Regions from separate parts of the Sus scrofa genome. Here region 2 is linked to region 1. Evidence: chromatin contacts called from public HiChIP or PLAC-seq data. All regions are on one chromosome and are shown on one strand. The core of a region is the stretch at or near the end of the contact, and the rest is flanking DNA. Distances in the headings are between cores, read along the strand shown.

Region 1 (5,765 bases), core at 1,017-3,516:
AGTGAAGCCAAAGAGATGCCCATTGGTTGGATAATTTTGAAATGGACAAATGTCCATGTTCAGCAGTGACTGAGTGGGAACTCTTTCAAACATTGAGAAAAGCAACAGTGGGCAAAGGTGAGAATTGGGTAGATGTTTTAGCCTTATGAGGATTTAGATAATGAAGTCTTGCTTTGTTTAGTGCTTTCTCATAGATTCTCAGTGGTCTCAAAAACTGAGAAGGACAATTGCGGCTTTGTTATCCCTATTTCTCAAAGAAACCAGAGGATCACTAAGCCTCATGCAGGGTCTCAGGGCTGCTAGGAGAAAACCAGAAACCAGGTGTGCCTCCCCTGTCTAGTCCTCTTTTTACCACCACACCAGCACTCATCATCAGAGGTGCGTGAACCCCAACCCATGTCCACAAAGATCATGATTGTGAAAAGCACAAAGCCTAGGGTTAACCACTAATTTTTCCTTGACTCAGAGTGAAACTCTTACTATCTTTGGCATACTTGTGGCTCTCCAAATGCACAGATATACCCTTTAGGTATACTATACTTGAGGCATATACTTAATCTTCTCAATTTTTTCAGTGGTTGCTATTACGTTAAAAATCTCTGTGTTGGAGTTCCCGTCGTGGCTCAGTGGTTAACGAATCCAACCAGGAACCATGAGGTTGGATTAGACCCCTAGCCTGGGAACCTCCATATGCTGCAAGAGCGGCCCCCCAAAAAAGGCAAAAAGACAAAAAAAAAAAAATCTCTGCGTATTGTCTCGGCACATTCAGGAGGATAGAAAAGTCTACTGTGTTTGGAGAACTGGAAAGGGCAGGGACTGTATCTCTTGCTCCCTAGTAAGACCCCAGAAGTAAATATCCAATGGCTATGGAATTTGTGGGACCCATGGCAAGGAAAACAATGTGGAGCTCCCTGTTCAAACACTATAAAGAATTTTAAGACTGCAACAGCAGAGCATCAAGCCAAGCAAAGATTCTGTGTGCAATTGTAAAGGTGGTCTGCCCATTGCCTAGACAGTGCTGTTTTAGAAAGCGGGAACCCACCCAGGCTCATGGTCCCAGGCCAAGGCAGGAAAATAATTTAAAGACAAAGGGGAGTGCATGGAGGGGAGACTCGAGGAGGTCTCCATCTTCCCATCTCACTGTGCCAAAGCCCATGTGGATGGTAACCTCTGGCCCAGGATCGGCGGCCTTCAAGGGCCTGGGTCAAGGACCATCCTCCACCAGCTTGAGAGAGATTTACTGAACAACTAAAAAACCATATTTGGATTTACTTTTTTTTTTTTTCCTTTTTTGTCTTTTTTTAGGGCCGCACCAGCGGCATATGGAGGTTCCCAAGCTAGGGATCTAATCAGAGCTGCTGCCGCGGCCTAAGCCAGAGCCACAGCAACGCGGGATCAGAGCCGCGTCTGCGACCTACACCACAGCTCACGGCAACGCCTGATCCTTAACCCACTAGAGCAAGGCCAGGGATCGAACCACAACCTCATGGTTCCTAGTCGGATTCGTTTCCGCTGGGCCACGATGGGAACTCCTGGGTTTACCTTTTTTTTTTTTATCGTGCTCGGGGCATATGGAAATTCGTGGACCAGGGATCCATCCCGCATCACAGCAGTGACCTGAGCAGCTACAGTAGCAATGCAGGATCCTTAACCCGCTGAGCCACAAGGGAACTCCTGGGTTTACGTTTTAACCTGGGAAAATCCATCATTTCTACTGGAATGCAAGTTTCTGGGCTTGTTGGATTTACCTTTTTTTATAAAATGCACAAAATAATGTTTCCTTTAGAATGCCCGTTCCCCTACCAAGAAAAAAAAATCACAAGATTTCATGTGTAACTGAAAAGCCTCTGCCATACAGAATCTTGGCAGAGGCACCTGTACCGCCTCCACCCTCCGGCCCCACGGTGGCGGGTAATTGGTCTTCTGAGCCGGAGCACCCCACCAGTCCCCTCCAGAGCTCTACGTCTACCCCCCTCCTCTCCTCACCCTCTGAATTTTAATCCAGGCGTTTGGAAGGAGGGAGGGAGCCAAACGGGAGCCAGATGTGTGCGAGTCCCCGGCTGCCGCCTCCTCCCTCCTCTCGGGCATTTTAAAACCCGGAGCCTAACTAAGGAGGATCCGGAGTCAGACGCGGCGCAAACAACTCCGCTCCCGGGCTCCTCCGGGAGTGGAAGCCAGGAGGGAGGGGGAAAGGAAGCCGAGCATGCTCAATAGGCGAGACAAAGTTTTTTTTTTTCTCCTTTTTTTTTTTTTTTTTTTTTTTTTTTTTTTTCGGTCGCAAGTAGGAAGCTTTTTGCACTCCACCACCTCTGGCGGCTGGGAAGACGTCATCGCTTCCGCCCTACTTCCTCCTCCTGTTGGCGGCGGTGAGAATCCAATATGGAGTAAATCGGTGGAGTCGAGAGATGGGGCTCGGACGGGGCGCCCTGCACCGCCTCCCAGGCGCACCTCCCCCGGCCTCCGACCGCTCCCCGGAACCGTGATTGGCCCAGCCCCCCGGGGGCGACCCAAGGCTGAGCCCCCACCGGCTGCTGGCCCTCTCCCGCTCTCCGCAGTCCCCGCCGCTCCACGGAGAGCTTGTTTTTCTCCTCCTCTCCCCCACCGCCGTCCCCTGCCCAAATCATTCCCCTCTGCCCGCTTCCGAACCCCGAGCCCCCGCCCGCCTCGACCCTCGGCGCTGCGGCGCTCGCTCCCCCCGACCCAAGCTTGCCTGTGCACCCCTTCCTCCAGACCTCACCCCGCGCTCCGGTCACCCAGCTTCCCCTTCTGCCTTCTGCGGCGCCCCCTTCATCTTTAGCACCCCCCCCGCCCCCACCAAATCAGGCGATCTCCGGAGATGTGAAGAAGGGGGGTGAGCGGACAGGAAGATGAAGGGAGCAAAGCTGCTCGCCGCGGGACAGGCGTCTAGGTGAACAGGAAAATGACCGAAGAAACACACCCGGACGAGTAAGTTTGGCCGCGGGGTGGAACGAGGGTGTCCCGCGGGGGCAGCGTGGAGTCCGGGGCTGAGGACGCGGGCGGGGACGCTGGTTGGGTGAACTTGGCGTGGGGTGCAGCGAATAGCTGGTCTGTGGGTTTAGGATGCGAGATTTGACCCCTTGTTGTTGAAGTGAGGAGGGGGCAAAAGCTGCTGCGGGCCGTTGGGGGCGCGCCTTGAGTCGGCGGGCTGGTGGCCGCTGCGGGGGCCAAGGGCGCGCGGGTGACCTCGGGGCTGTCCCCGCTCCCTCTCCGGGGACTCACAAACACCCCTCCCCCCGAGATCCTCGGCGGCGGGAGCGGAAGACCTGACACCCCCGCTCCGGCTCCCCGGCGTCGGTGGGTTTTAACACAGTGACTTTGTGACTCTCCCGCCCCGCTGCTCGCCCGACGCTCCTTTTGGGAGCCCTCTGGGGCCCAGGCTCCGCCATTTCGTTTTCTTGAATCGCTCTCATTTGCATACCACATTTTCATTCATAAAAAAACACGGCGGAGCGGAGAGAGGACTGGGCGCGGGCTGCGCGGGGGTCTGCGTGCGCCTGTGTCCCCGCGAGGGCCGGCGTGCAGGAGCTGCCCAGGGGTCTCGCAGCGCTTGTGAGTGAATTTGCACGCGCTGCCGGGCCCGGGACTGGCGCCCCCCGCGGGGTCTCTGCTGCTCCTGGGGGAGGATCCGAGGGTGTGCGGCGGGAGCGTGCGGGGCAGCGGGCGGGCGTGTGTATGTGTGTGTATATATGTGTGTGTGCGCGTGCACAAGCGTGCGTGCCCGGCCCGCGGGCCCGAGGGGAACAATGCTCTGGGCGCTTCGTAGTGGGGGCTCCCGGGCGGATTCACCGCCCACCGCGGGACCGGTGTCTTTCTCCAGCGCCCTGCCAAGGTGCACCTCCCTCCCGCCCTCCAGTCACGGAGTCGGGTTTGGCTTTCTTCCATCCGCGCCCGAGGCGTTTCCGATCGCGGGTACAACGGAGGGAGGGACGCCGGGCCCTTGCCTGAGGTCATCCGATCCGGGTCCGAGCGGTCACCACACCGCCACGGCCGCCGCTGCTCAGTGGCAGTGCCCGCCACCAGCCACTTTTTTTTTTTTTTTTTTTTTTTTTTTTTGTGAATAAGACGCTCTCCTTTATTGTCACATGATATCCCTCCCCTCCTCCCCTGCACATTCATAAATCCGGAGCTTGCCTCGGCTCCTTTCATTCAGAGCTGCCATTAGCCAAGGTAGTGGCGGCGCCGGCTGGGTTTCTTTGGCTTGGGCGCAGGGAACCGGTCGGCAGCCGTGGGGACTTGTCTGAAGCGAGGCCCAGCACGCGTCTGCGGGGGCGTGGGGGCTGTGGGTAGCCAGCGCCCGAGGCTGCAGGTCTTTTGCCCCCTCGAGCATTGAGACTCGGTGCGGAGAGGGGAAGTGACTCAGGGCTGGCCTGCAGAGAGGGCGTCTATTGCAGCAGGTGACAGAATGCTGTGCTCTAAGAATTTACTCACTTTTTTTTTTTAAGGCCCCTTTATCCTTTGGCATCCGCTGTTGTCAGGCTGGGAGAGAGGGGGTATTAGGAGGGTTGGTGTTTGGAGAAGGAAAGTTCCTTTCTGTGGGTCCCCAGGGAGCTTTGATTGGAGTAACTAACCCCTGGTCCAATAAGTAGTGACACCCTTCCCATATGCAGCTGGAGAGAGAATCCCACCTGGTGTGCTTGTCAGGGCTGTCCCAACACCTGCTGGCCTTTCTGTTACACCTTTTGCTTTGCACTTATAGACTGTATCTTGAAAAGGGAAAATGAAAAATGTTGCCCTTCTAGGGCTGAAATATATGGGTTGGGAGGAATATGCTGCCAGGCCTTGTAATCTTTCAGACTTGCCTAATCAACAGGTCTTTGTCTCTGCACATGCCAATAGCAGTAGTAGCAAGGAGGGATGGTTGCCATGCTCTAGGCTTGTTGGAGATAGGTTTGCCACCCTAGATTGGGTTCCTTGGCTCCATCCCTTGCGGATCCTGGCCTGTCAGCATTGGATTCCATCTGGTATCCAAAGCAAAAGGATTTCAGATGGGATCACCAACAAGAAAGAAATCTCTCTCTTCTGAGCTTTCAGAGCCATTCAGTATGGAACTGGCTGCCCCCACTGCTGTCAGAAGTCCAGTTGAAACAGTGAATATTTGAGGGCAGGTTCTGGTTTCAGTTAGAAAATCAGAAAGCTGCGGTGCCTTAGCCCACTGCAGAACTAGCCTTCTTGAGATTACAGTTAATGTAATGACCTTGTCATGACACAAGAAATGCCTGGTAAGAATACAGGCTGCATGGCTTATACACTGCCATTTGTAGACACTGTACATTATATTGTTCACCGTTCTTATGTAATGACCCATCTGAAAAATTCCTTTTAAATGCTGGTGCCAGGAAGGTTTCACTCTGACTTAAAAAGCTTGCAGTGATTGCTTTTGTATTGTTTTTTTTTTTTAATTTTTTTTAATTAAAAAATTTTTTTTTGCTATCACTGTGTGGGGGCTCAGGGCAAAAATTTTTGCTTGATTATGGTAGCCATATTAGCTTAGGTTTTTGCTGGATTTATTTCCCCCCCCTCTATATGCATTTTGATCCCCTGTTTTCTTTTCTAATGGATTTGTTTGAGGTCCTTCAGCTACCTTTTGGAAGTAGGCAAGGTGTGTTACTTCTAAGGAGGTGACATCAAACTGGAGACTTAAGGGAAATATATTTGTGCCTTAGGTAAAATAAATTTTCTTTCTTTTTGGCTGCACCTGTGGCATATGGACATTCCCAGGCCAGGGATTGAATCCAAGCCACAGC
Region 2 (5,765 bases), core at 1,899-4,398, 370 kb after region 1:
CTCAAGGCACCACCTACACTTCACAGGGCCCTGCAACTAGGAGCAGCCTGCACCAACTTCCCGTGGGTCCTTGCCACTGCACAGCACCCTATCAAGGGGATGACAGCCTGTACACATTGAGGAAAGTGACAGTAAGAATCCCAAAAAAGCAGCCCTCACACCAAAAATAAATAGTAAGCCCTCACGAAATACCCAGAGGTGCCCTCATATATAAATACCCCTACAAGACAACAGTAGTTTGTTTCCCTAAACTCAGAGAATAAGAAAAATACAAGCAAAAGGAAGAAGCTCAGGAACCATTCCCAGTTAAAATAGGAGACTCATCTGAAGGAGCAAACAATGAAACAGGCCTCTGGAGTCTCACAGATACCTAGTTCAAAAAGGAGACAGTAAAAATACTGAAGGAGTTAAGGGTGAATATGAAGGAACTGAGAGCAGATATGAACAGTAATACAGATTGCTTTAGGAAGGAACTAGAAAATATAAGGAGGAGCCAAGAAAAACTAGAAAATTCATTTGCAGAGATGTAAACTGAGCTAAAGGCACTCAAGAGCAGAATGAATAACGCAGAGGAACGAATTAGTAACTTGGAAGATAGAATGATGGAAATCACCCAATCGGGACAGCAGACAGAAAACCAAATGAAATAACATGAAAGCAATATAAGAGATCTATGGGATAATATAAAATAGGCCAATCTATGCATAATAGGGATTACAGAAGGAGAAGAAAAAGAAAAGGGGACTGAAAATATATTTGAAGAAGTTATGGCTGAAAACTTTCCAAATTTAAAGGAAACAAATATCAAGATACAGGAAGGCCTCAAACAAGTTGAACTCAAACAGGTCCACACTAAGTGATATTATAATAAAAATGGCAAAAGTTAAAGGTAAATAGAGGATTCTAAAGGCAGCAAGAGAAAAACTAAGAGTTAACTATAAGGGAACCCCCATAAGAATATCAGCTGATTTCTCTACAGAAACACTACAGGCCAGAAGAGAGTGGCAAGATATATTCGAAGTTCTAAAAGGGAAAAAAAATGCAGCCTAAAATAGTCTACCCAGCAAGAATATCATTTAAAATAGAAGAATATCATTTAAAGAATTTCTCCAACAAACAAAAACTGAAAGAGTACAGCAAAACTAAAGCCATTCTAAAAGAAATACTGCAAGAGCGCCTCTAAATAAAAAAGAAGAAAGAAGAAACAGGATGGAAGAAATCACAACTGGAAAGTAATAACTTAAATAAGCGAGTTTACAGATCTAAAAGGAAAACAAACAAAACCTATTGTAAAAGCAACAATAAATACAGGAACAGCAAAAGGATAAACAAGATAAACATGAAGATGTTAAAAAAGGATGTCAAAATCATAAAATACGGAAAAGGAAAGTAAGAAAATCTAGACTCTTTTTTTTTAGAATGTGTTTGAGCCTATATGACTATCAGGATAAAGCAAGTAGATATAGGAAGGGGTTAATATACTTGAAAAACAGGGCAACCACAAATCAAAACCAAACAATACAGTCACAAAAACTCAAAAGAAGAGAACACAGGCATAACATAAAAGGAAAACATCCAACCAAAAAAAGAAAGGAACAAAGGAAAAACATAGAATCAACCAGAAAAGGTTTAAAATGGTGATAAATACATGTTTATCACTTATCATCTTAAGTGTCAATGGACTGAATGCTCCAATCAAAACAGACGGACTGGCAGACTGGATTAAAAAAAACAAGAGCCTTCAATATGCTGCCTACAAGAGACTCACCTTAGGGCAAAGGACACAAATAAGTTGAAAGTGAGGGGATGGGAAAAGATATTTCATTCAAATGGAAAAGACAGGAAAGCAGAAGTTGCAATACTCACACAAAACAAAACAGACTTTAAAATGAAGGCCATAAGGCCATAAGGAACAAAAAGGACACTATTTAACAATTAAAGGATCCATTCGAGAAGAGGATATTACAATCACCAATATATATGCCCCTAATATAGGAGCACCCAGATACATACAACAAATACTAACAGACGTAAGTGGAGAAATTGATAGGAATACAATCATAGAAGACGACTTTAACACCCCACTCACATCAATGGACAGATCTTCCACACAGAAAATCAACAAGGCAACAGAGATCCTAAATGACACAATAGAAAAGTTAGACTTGATTGATATTTTCAGGACACTACATTCAAAAAAATTAGAATACACATTCTTTTCAAGTGCACATGGAACATTCTCAAGGACTGATCACATACTGGGCCACAAAACTAACCTCAACAAATTTAAGAGTATAGAAATTATTTCATGAGCCAGAAAGACAAAGACAAATACCATATGATATCACTTATAACTGGAATCTAATATCCAGCACAAATGAACATCTCCTCAGAAAAGAAAATCATGGACTTGGAGAAGAGACTTGTGGTTGCCTGATGGGAGAGGGAGGGAGTGGGAGGGATCGGGAGCTTGGGCTTATCAGACACAACCTAGAATAGATTTATAAGGAGATCCTGCTGAATAGCATTGAGAACTATGTCTAGATACTCATGTTGCAACAGAAGAAAGGGTGGGGGAAAAAAACTGTAACTGCAATGTATACATCTAAGGATGACCTGACCCCCTTGCTGTACAGTGGGAAAATAATAATAAAAAAAAAAAAAAAAGAAATTATTTCAAGTATCTTCTCTGGCCACAATGGGATGAAACGAGAAATCAACCATAGAAAAGATATGATAAAAAACTGACTACATGTAGATTAAACAACATGTTACTAAAAAGCAATGGGTCAACAAGGAAATCAAAAGGGAAATTAAAAAATACCACGAGACAAATGATAATGAAAACACAACCATTCAAAATCTATGAGATGTCACAAAAGCAGTTCATAGAGGGAAGTCCATAGCAATACATGCCTTCCTCAAAAAAGAAGAAAAATCTGAAATCAACAACTTAACCTACCACCTAAAAAATTAGAAAAAGAAGAGCAAACAAAACCTAAAGTTAGCAAAAGGAAAGAAATCATAAAAAACCAGAGAGGAAATCAATAGAGATTCAAAAAATAGAGAAGTTCCTGTTGTGGCTCAATGATAATGAACCCAACTAGTAACCACGAGGAGGCAGGCTGGATTCCGAGCCTCACTCAGTGGGTTAAGGTTCTGGGTGTGGCACAGGCTGCCTGCTGCAGCTCTGATTTGACCCCTAGCCTGGAAACTTCCATATGTGTGGCCCTAAAAACCAAAACCAAAACAAACAAAAAACCAATAATACCAAGAGGTGGTTCTTTTGAAGGGGTAAACTGAACTGACAAACCTCTCTCTGGCCAGACTCATCAAGAAGTGGAAAGAACTCAAACAAAAGAAATGAAAAAGAGAAATCTCAACAGATATTGCAGAAATACGAAAATAATAGTAATACTATGAACAATTATATGCCAACAAAATGGTCAACTTTCTAGAGACATACAGACTACCAAACTGAATCAAGAAGAAACAGGTTAACTGAACAGACTGATCCCTAGAATCAAATTGAATATGTAATAAAAACATTCCCTATAGACAAAGTCCAGGACCTGATGGCTTCATAGGCAAATTCTACCAAACATAAAAAGAACAACTTATACCCATCCTTCTTAAACTTTTCCAAAAGTCTGAAGAAGGAACACAGTCAAAGACATTCTGTGAAGCCACCATTACCCTAATACCAAAACCAGACAAAGATACTACCAAAGAAGAAAATTATAGGCCAGTATCTTTGATGAATATAGACACAGAAATTCTCAACAAATTTTTAGCCAACCAAATCCAACAACATATAAAAAATGATCATACACCACTACCAAGTGGGATTCATCCCAAGTTCACAAGGATGGTTAAACATACACAAATCTATCAACGTCATACATCACATTAACAAAAGAAAAGTCAAAAACTGCATGATCATCTCATTAGATGCAGAAAAAGCATTTGACAAAATCCAACATCCACTAGTGATAAAAACTCTTACCAAAGTAGGTACAGAAGGAACATACCTTCACATACTAAAAGCTATTTATGACAAACCCACAGCCAATATAGTACTCCACAGAGAGAAGCTGAAAGCCTTTCTGCTAAAATCTGGAACAAGACAAGAATGCCGACTCTCACCACTTTTATTCAACATAGTATTGGAAGTCCTAGCCACAGCAATCAGACAAAAGAAATAAAAGGTATCCAAATTGGAAGAGAAGAGGTAAAATTGTCACTCTATGCAGATGACATGATACTATATATAGAAAACCCTAAGGACTCCACACAAAAACTACTCGAACTGATCAATGAATTCAGCAAAGTAGCAGGATACAAGATTAACATTCAGAAATCGGTTGCATTTCTGTATACTAACAATGAAATATTAGAAAAGGAATATAAAAATACAGTGCCATTTAAAATCACACCTCCAAAAAATCAAATGCCCAGGAATTAACCCGATCAAGGAGGTGAAAGACTTAAATGCTGAAAACTATAAAACATTAATCAAGGAAATTAAAGAGGATTCAAAGAAATGGAAAGATATTCCATGCTCCTGGATTGGAAGAATATTGTTAAAATGGCCATACTATTCAAAGCAATCTACAGATTCAATGCAATCCCTATCAAATTACCATGACATTTTTCACAAAACTACAACAAACAATCCAAAAATTTATATGGAACCATAAAAGACCCAGAATTGCCAAAGCAATTCTGAGGAAGAAAAACTAAGCAGGAGGCACAACTCTCACAGACTTCAGACAATATCACAAAGCTACAGTCATCAAGATGGTGTGGCAGTGGTACAAAAACAGACATACAAGCCAATAAAACAGAATAGAGAACCCAGAAATAAACCAGACACCTGCTGTCAATTAATCTTCGAGAGGGTGTGGAGAAAAGGGAACCCTCTTACACTGCTGCTGGGAATGTAAACTGGTACAACTACTATGGAAAACAGTGTGGAAGTACCTCAGAAAACTAAATATAGAACTACCATATGATCCATCAGTCCCACTCCTGGGCACACATACCTTATAAAACTGATTTTTAAAGAAATTTCCTCTTTGCCTTTGCAGCTTGGAAGCTCAGAATCAAATCTGTAGTCCCATCCAAGTAAAATGTATAGCACAGGAAGTTCCCTTGTGGGAACTTGTAGGTTAAGTATTGGCATGGTCACTGCAGTGGCTCGGGTCACTGACGTAGCATGGGTTCGATCCCTAAGCAGGGGAACTTCCACATACTGTGGGCATGGCCAAAAGTAAATAAATAAAATGTATAGCACAGAGAGGCACTCATCTTTTGTATTAAACTCATCTTTGACTTCTCTTAATTTTCTTTTACCCTAACTCCCTCAATCACTTTAATTAAAATCCTGTTACATTGAACTATTTTGGAAAGATACCTCAAATCATTTTTTGGAACACAATAAAGGAACTGGTAAGAAGAAAATAAAAAGTAACAGGAAAAAAGGCTCCCAAATCCAAGACTTTATCCCAATACTAGAAGAATACAAAGCCTGTTTACCAGTATGTCTAAAAAGCAAACATAGATGCTTATGTTGGTACCTTTCTACTCAAGGTGCTGTCCATGGAAGAGCAGCATCTGCATCACCTCAAAGCTGGTTGGGAATGCAGATTCTTAGGCACCACCCCAGAGCTTTGGAATCAGAATCTACATTTTAGCAAGTTCTCAGGAGGTTGGTAAGTGCAGCAATGTTTCGGCACTCTGAAAAAAACACTCTAATATCTTTA

Evidence for each region. HiChIP or PLAC-seq counts read pairs in DNA pulled down with a chosen protein or histone mark.
Region 2: a contact with region 1 is called in an H3K27ac HiChIP or PLAC-seq map of alveolar macrophages. The contact joins the enhancer-like site here to the promoter of SPRED2 in region 1. A contact is called at or near these places in 4 of 47 Hi-C or Micro-C datasets (embryonic fibroblasts, heart right ventricle, skeletal muscle and 1 more) and 2 of 2 datasets of contacts at active chromatin or transcription factors (alveolar macrophages and skeletal muscle).

What each region holds. Positions count from the first base shown.
Region 1 is chr3:76,525,380-76,531,144 of Sscrofa11.1, forward strand. It overlaps SPRED2 (sprouty-related, EVH1 domain-containing protein 2), which reads left to right and starts at 2,267. Exons shown (of 7, transcript XM_021087442.1): 1 at 2,267-2,946. The coding sequence starts at 2,921.
Region 2 is chr3:76,892,728-76,898,492 of Sscrofa11.1, forward strand. The region is part of intron 1 of CEP68 (centrosomal protein of 68 kDa); the gene reads right to left. Among named protein-coding and RNA genes, the nearest start is that of CEP68, 37 kb to the right of the region's middle. Within about 2 kb of position 3,149, at least 1 of the 83 cell types and tissues checked has an H3K27ac peak or open chromatin away from gene starts, as enhancers often do. A contact at or near this core is called in alveolar macrophages, where this site is marked.